2 separate regions of the Sus scrofa genome follow, and region 1 is linked to region 2. The links are chromatin contacts, called in public promoter capture Hi-C maps. All regions are on one chromosome and are shown on one strand. The core of a region is the stretch at or near the end of the contact, and the rest is flanking DNA. Distances in the headings are between cores, read along the strand shown.

Region 1 (2,751 bases), core at 130-2,629, 51 kb after region 2:
AGCATATAGTGCACAGAGCACGAATAGGCATGACTGGTCTCAAGTGGCCCAGGTAGCCAAGGAAACCGCGAAGGGTCCAGCTTCGTGGCCGTGCCTCAGCGTCCCAGCTTGCTTCAAATTTGGCTCCACAGCGCGACTTCCGGAAGCGAACCGGAAGTGGCTACAAGGCGCAAAATGAAGTTTGGGCCCGGATTGGACGAACCCTCGGGGGCGGGGCTTAACGGCCTCTCAGGCCGAAAAGAATCCTGGGGCCGAGCGCGGGCCTGAAGCTCAGCGGTAAGTCCCTCGCGGCTCCCGGGAATCGCCCAGTACCAGAACACAGCGTTGGATGGGCACCAGGAGCAGCTACGCCGCCGGCCGAGCCCCTTTCTGGGGCAAGACAAGACGTTACGGTCCCAAGCCGGAGCTGGGCACGGTCTCCTTAGCCCTGTTCTCTCAGCGCAGCCATCTCTGCACTTCGCGAGAGTTTAGAAGAGGCCATAAGGGGGTGGGACGATGGTACGAATGGAGAGCGGGTCCCTTGGGCTCTGGGCAGTTCTCAACCGTATAGAAGACCATACTTCCCGGACCAAAAGAATGCTCCGCCCTCTCAGCCCTCTCAGACTCTTTAGTGGTCCTCGAAAGGACACGGGTCAGGACACTCCCAGCTCGCCCTGGCTCTATACAAACAAGGTTGATGATCCCTAAGTTTAAAGGTGGTGGGGCCGGTATCCTGACTAGCTCCTAGCTCTCAGGAGAATCAGTTTTGCCTCAGTACTGCCTTTTGGAGGCCCAGATCCTTCATAGACAAGTGGCTAACAAATCTTTTTCTTATTCCCATATCAGAGAAGTTATCTTTGGGATCCTAAGTAAGAGCAGCATCCCTGGTGAATTCACCTGGGCTGATCCAGGCTGGAACAAGTATTCCTAGGAGTTTTGATGATTAACTGTTTTTAGTAGTGGTATCCCCCTCTCCCCAGAAGAAACCTTATGCAGAGTCCCATAATGTAAAGCCGATCTGTTCCACCTGAAGTAGACTCAGAGTGAAGTCCTTGGGGCCTACGTGGAAAGCAAAGGTGTTCACAGGAAGGAATAATCAACACAAAGGATAGGACAGAATCTTTGTGTAATGGCCACCCTGCACCCATTCCCCAACCCAGGGAAGCCCACTTTGGCCATGGGCAAGGTCTCTCCCTATGGTGGATGGCCCTTGGTGGGTTCCAGGTCTATGCCTAAGTCAAGATAATGGCTCCTTGTTCAATAGGACTTGTCAGAACAGTAGCATAGAGGTTATTCCTTGGCACAATCCCAGCACAGGACCCACCACCCACATGGATTTCTAGAGTCCAGAGGACCCCTGCCACCATCAAGGAACACACTGTGGTGAGGATGGTCTGTACTCTCAGCCCAAGCAATCCATATGGAACTGAGCACAGACCACTACCTGTGAACCTACTCCCAGCCTTCCCCTACACACTGCCTTTCAGGGGCCCCTCCCCAGTAATATAGAGGAAGCAAAGGCAAGAGGGTGGCCAGAGGCTTTGGCAGAATGAAATTTATTTGCCAGGTTCAGCAGGTACACGGCCCACCGACCTTCATACACCAGAGCAGACCCACAGGCATGCAGGGAGAAGGGCAGGACTATCCCCGAGTGCCAAGTGAGGGCCAGGACCAGTGTGGCTGCCTGCCCAGGCCATAGTGGGGTCTGACAAAGGGCACTTGCCAGGAGCCTCCGTCAGGAAACTGGGGAGCTTTATTCCACTCTTTGATTCCAGCAAAAGCAACTCAGCAGGGCTCAGAGGCACTTAGGCCTCACTCTAAGCCTTGACAAAAGGGGAAGTGGGTCACTGACATAGAGAGGGTTCCTTCTATTTTGTTGAACTGAGAGAGCAGAAAATCTGCCCCCAAGAAGGGCAACCCCCCAAATCAGACTGTGGGACACTGCCATGCAGCTGGCCCTCTGGGATGGAGAGGACTGTGGACTGAGCCTGAGGCGGGTCATATGGGAAGAGCCAGGGGCAGCCCTCCTTGTCTGCCCCAGGGTAAGGACTCAGCTAGGCTGGTACACTAGGTGCTAAGCCTGCACTCTGCCCTCCCAGATCTCATTGCCACATCCTAATTGCTCCTCCTTCCCTTTACAGACTCATGAAGCTCAGGGTACAGGGCAACCACTGCAGGACCCAGGAGGGCAGGAAATAGCACATGGGTCTTGGGAGAGACTTCCCAGGGACAAAGATGGAAGTGTCTACCTTTCTACTCATTCTTTTTCACTTTTCAGGAACCCCTCAGCTACCAAGCAGTGCCCCCAGCCATGCAACCAGTCTTGAAGCATACTGCTTTAGATTATTGCATTCTCTGTACCAGCCTGTTTCACGCCTAGAGCAGCCCACACACCACAGGCACATACCTTCATGTGCAGGAGCCTAAGACCGCTGACAGGGCCTCGCTGGAGGACCAGCTCTCAGGGCAAGGCCACCCAATTTAGGGCCTGGGAGAGGATGGGACCTGCAGGGCCTGCCTGGGGGAACTGTGAGGCAAAAAGGAAAAGGGAACAGGAGCAGGGACCTCCTGAGTATCCCTAGAGCAGCATCCCACAAGGAACAGAAACTGATGAAGCTAGCAAAAGACAAAAGCCACAAGGAATCCATGCAGGGGCTGGGGCTGGTCCTGCCTCTGGCCTCCCCACCACTCACACACATACACACAGGAGATGAGACTGCTCTCCTGTGGCCCCCAGACATGCCCTGTGCTGGGAGGCAGGGGCAGGGGGCA
Region 2 (2,700 bases), core at 146-2,645:
ACTACCGCTGGCTTAATGAATTTAGTGTCCACCTTTATTTCCCCAATGTCCCCAGCTGTGCCCGTGACCCTACCTTGCCCACATAGATCCCCTGCCACCTGGTGAGGCTGGGTGGGTTGAAGAAGGTGGTGGGTGGCTTCACATGGAGCAACTCCAGGGTGGGTGTGTGTAAAGAGCAGTTGAAGGAGAAAGAGTGAAGGATGGTGCCAGGTCCCTGGCTCTCAGAGACATTTATGAACCAGGGCAGGCAGTGATGATCTGTGAGGAAGAGACAATTCAGGCTGGAGGCTCTCCATGTTCAAGCAACCATATACACAAGCAGAGTCCTTCCCTTCTGCCTTAGGGCCTAGCCACATCTTGGGGACAAGCAGAAGTCTTTCCTTGTCTCTCACATCTAACCACAAGTCAGATCATTTCACAGACTAGGAGTGAGAACTTGGTTGAAGAAGAAGCAAAGATAAGGAATGAGGGCCAGAGGTTCAGATCTTTGTCCTTTCCTGGCTTCCTTCCCCCAGCCCCTGCCCTCCATGGGAGCTTATCTGAAAGGGGTCAGGACTCCACTGTGGAGTGAGGGAGGTGAGAACTAAAGTCCCCCTACCCACCAGCTCCTCACCAGAGACAACCAGAGCAAGAAGAAGCACCAGGGACCTGAGCAGCACCATAGCGGCCTGAAGATACAGACAGCAGAGGAGACTCCAGAAAGACAGACGTGTTTTTCAGGCCTGCCCCGTTGCCAGGTCAGTTGCTCAAACACAGCTGAGCAGGCGGTACTCCTGGGCCTCCAAGATTCTAGCCCCACCCATCCCTGGTGACTGAGTTCTAGACTCTACAGGCATCAAGAGGTCTGGAAATACCCATTTTTTTCACTGCTCCCAATGAATTCCCCAATTTATTACTACAATTTTGAAACAGACGTGAGAGAAGAATCAAGTTTCAGATGGGGAAACTGAGGCTCAAGGAAGTCTTGGTCACACAGTTCTTGGAGACAGAGTAAGCACAGGACCCAGGAAAACTGGGCCCAGGACCTGCTACCCCATAGCGTCTGAACTCTAGCTTCCCCCCCCATTAGAATATCACCTGCCTATAAAATCTGAGCCCAACCATCAACAAAATCTCTCAAAAGCTGTCTACATTCAACAAACAAAAGGTATCCTTGGCAATAGAAGCAAAAATAGTGGTTACTTTGGGGGACATCAACTGGAGGGGGCAAAAAGTGGCCTCCTGCCCTTACTCTCAGTGTGTATGTGGTGCCAAGCAGAGGGAACGTGAGTGTCGCGGCAGGAAGAGCAGATAACCGCGCGCTGCCCACTAGAGGGCAGCCCCGCCTAGCTTCGTACAGACGCGGGGGCTGGGCCTGGGCTCCGGCTGCTACTCCGTGGGGGCGGTGAGGTTCCGCGCTCCCGGAGTCATCCAAAGGGCCGAACCCCTTCCTGACTTCTAAGGACTGTCGAAGCCAGCCCCATGAACAGATTGAGTGGGTCAGGCCCCAAGTGGGCCACAGCACTGTCGGATGCGACTACTGGGGGCGCTCTAGCCGCGTGAGGGCGCAGCCACGGAACCCGCGCGCTGCAGGGGCCCCTGTGGGAGGGACCGCAATTCTAACCCGGGAAAAATGGAGAAGCTGAGGCTACCTCAGGGAAGCGGCTTGTCCTGAGTCTTGCAACGAATTCGGAGTCAGCTCAACCGCCCAGGACTTCGAGGACTCGGAAGCAGGACACTGCCCAGCTCTCGGCCCCTGTTCAGCCCCTCCCCCCCAGGGCTGTTGCGGAGTGGGTAGTGGGCGTCGGGTTTCCCACCCAGCTGGACCCAGGGGGCGGGGCCACATCAGCCCCGTCCCAGCCCCATTGGCTGCGGCGCCAAGGGGCGGGGCGGGGCTGCCAGATGTTGGGGCGGTGGCTGCTGCTGCGGCGGGAGCTACGGAGAGGGAGGAGCCGCTGAGCCTGGCGGAGGGCAAGGGCTCCGCTGGCCGGCCTTCCCGGCCCTCACCGCACCGCTCCTGCTGGAGTTCGAAGAGCAACTGGCAGGCCTGGCGGGGGCTCCGGCACGGGCATGCACAGCACTCGGCTTGACAGCTTTCTTGGCCAGCTCCGCTGGGAACTGGTGAGGCTTGGGAGCGGGTGTGGCTCGCTAAGACGCTTGTGGGGTGCTCGGCTGCAGTCCGGCTGGAACGACACATGGGTGGGGGGCTGTCCCGAGTGCCCATCCAAGGCAGAATGGGGGCGGGGCGGCGCAGATGGCCCACGTCGGGTTTCAGATGGTTGAGAGCTGCGCTGGGCATCAAGTAACAACCACCCAGCTGGCTGTGCTGTGCGCGGCAGAGGAAGTTGGGGGCGGGGGTGGAGGGAGAAACTTATTTGGGGCGGATGGGGGGGGAGGGCTGCGAGGGACTAAAGTGGTGCCGGTGCTGCTGTGAAAGCTTAATCCAGGCTGGCCTGTACCTCTGTCCTCTGCACCCCACCTGGCACGTGGTCTATCCTCTGAAAGACGTTGCGGGCTTTGGGGAGCCAAATCCCTAAAGAGGCATGGAGTGCCCCCCCCAGCCCTGAGCAGTCCTACTTCCCGATGTAGGCCCACAACACTGCCTCCCGCCCCGATGGCGGGTACCAACTTGCCCAGCTCAGCGTGCTGCAGCCTGCCAGACTGCCACCGGGTCCGCCAATGGAAGCCACATGAGCTTCATGTGCCAGCACCCCATGCCGG

Evidence for each region. Promoter capture Hi-C pulls out the DNA fragments that hold promoters and counts their contacts.
Region 1: a promoter capture Hi-C map of fetal skeletal muscle shows a contact between it and region 2, with 3 times the contacts expected there. The contact joins the promoter of TRAIP here to the promoter of FAM212A in region 2. A contact is called at or near these places in 3 of 5 promoter capture datasets (fetal skeletal muscle, liver and skeletal muscle), 15 of 47 Hi-C or Micro-C datasets (blood, brain, embryonic fibroblasts and 7 more) and 2 of 2 datasets of contacts at active chromatin or transcription factors (alveolar macrophages and skeletal muscle).

Annotation. Positions count from the first base shown.
Region 1 is chr13:32,379,609-32,382,359 of Sscrofa11.1, forward strand. TRAIP (E3 ubiquitin-protein ligase TRAIP) reads right to left here and starts at 1,380. Exons shown (of 31, transcript XR_002337524.1): 1 at 1-1,380. CAMKV (caM kinase-like vesicle-associated protein) reads right to left here. Exons shown (of 10, transcript XR_002337521.1): 10 at 1,520-2,751.
Region 2 is chr13:32,328,477-32,331,176 of Sscrofa11.1, forward strand. It overlaps FAM212A (PAK4-inhibitor INKA1), which reads left to right and starts at 1,396. Exons shown (of 2, transcript XM_003132213.6): 1 at 1,396-2,100. The coding sequence starts at 2,050. It overlaps CDHR4 (cadherin-related family member 4), which reads right to left and starts at 1,054. Exons shown (of 19, transcript XM_003132219.4): 1 at 614-1,054; 2 at 74-258. The coding sequence starts at 662. UBA7 (ubiquitin-like modifier-activating enzyme 7) reads right to left here. Exons shown (of 25, transcript XR_306784.3): 25 at 2,060-2,162.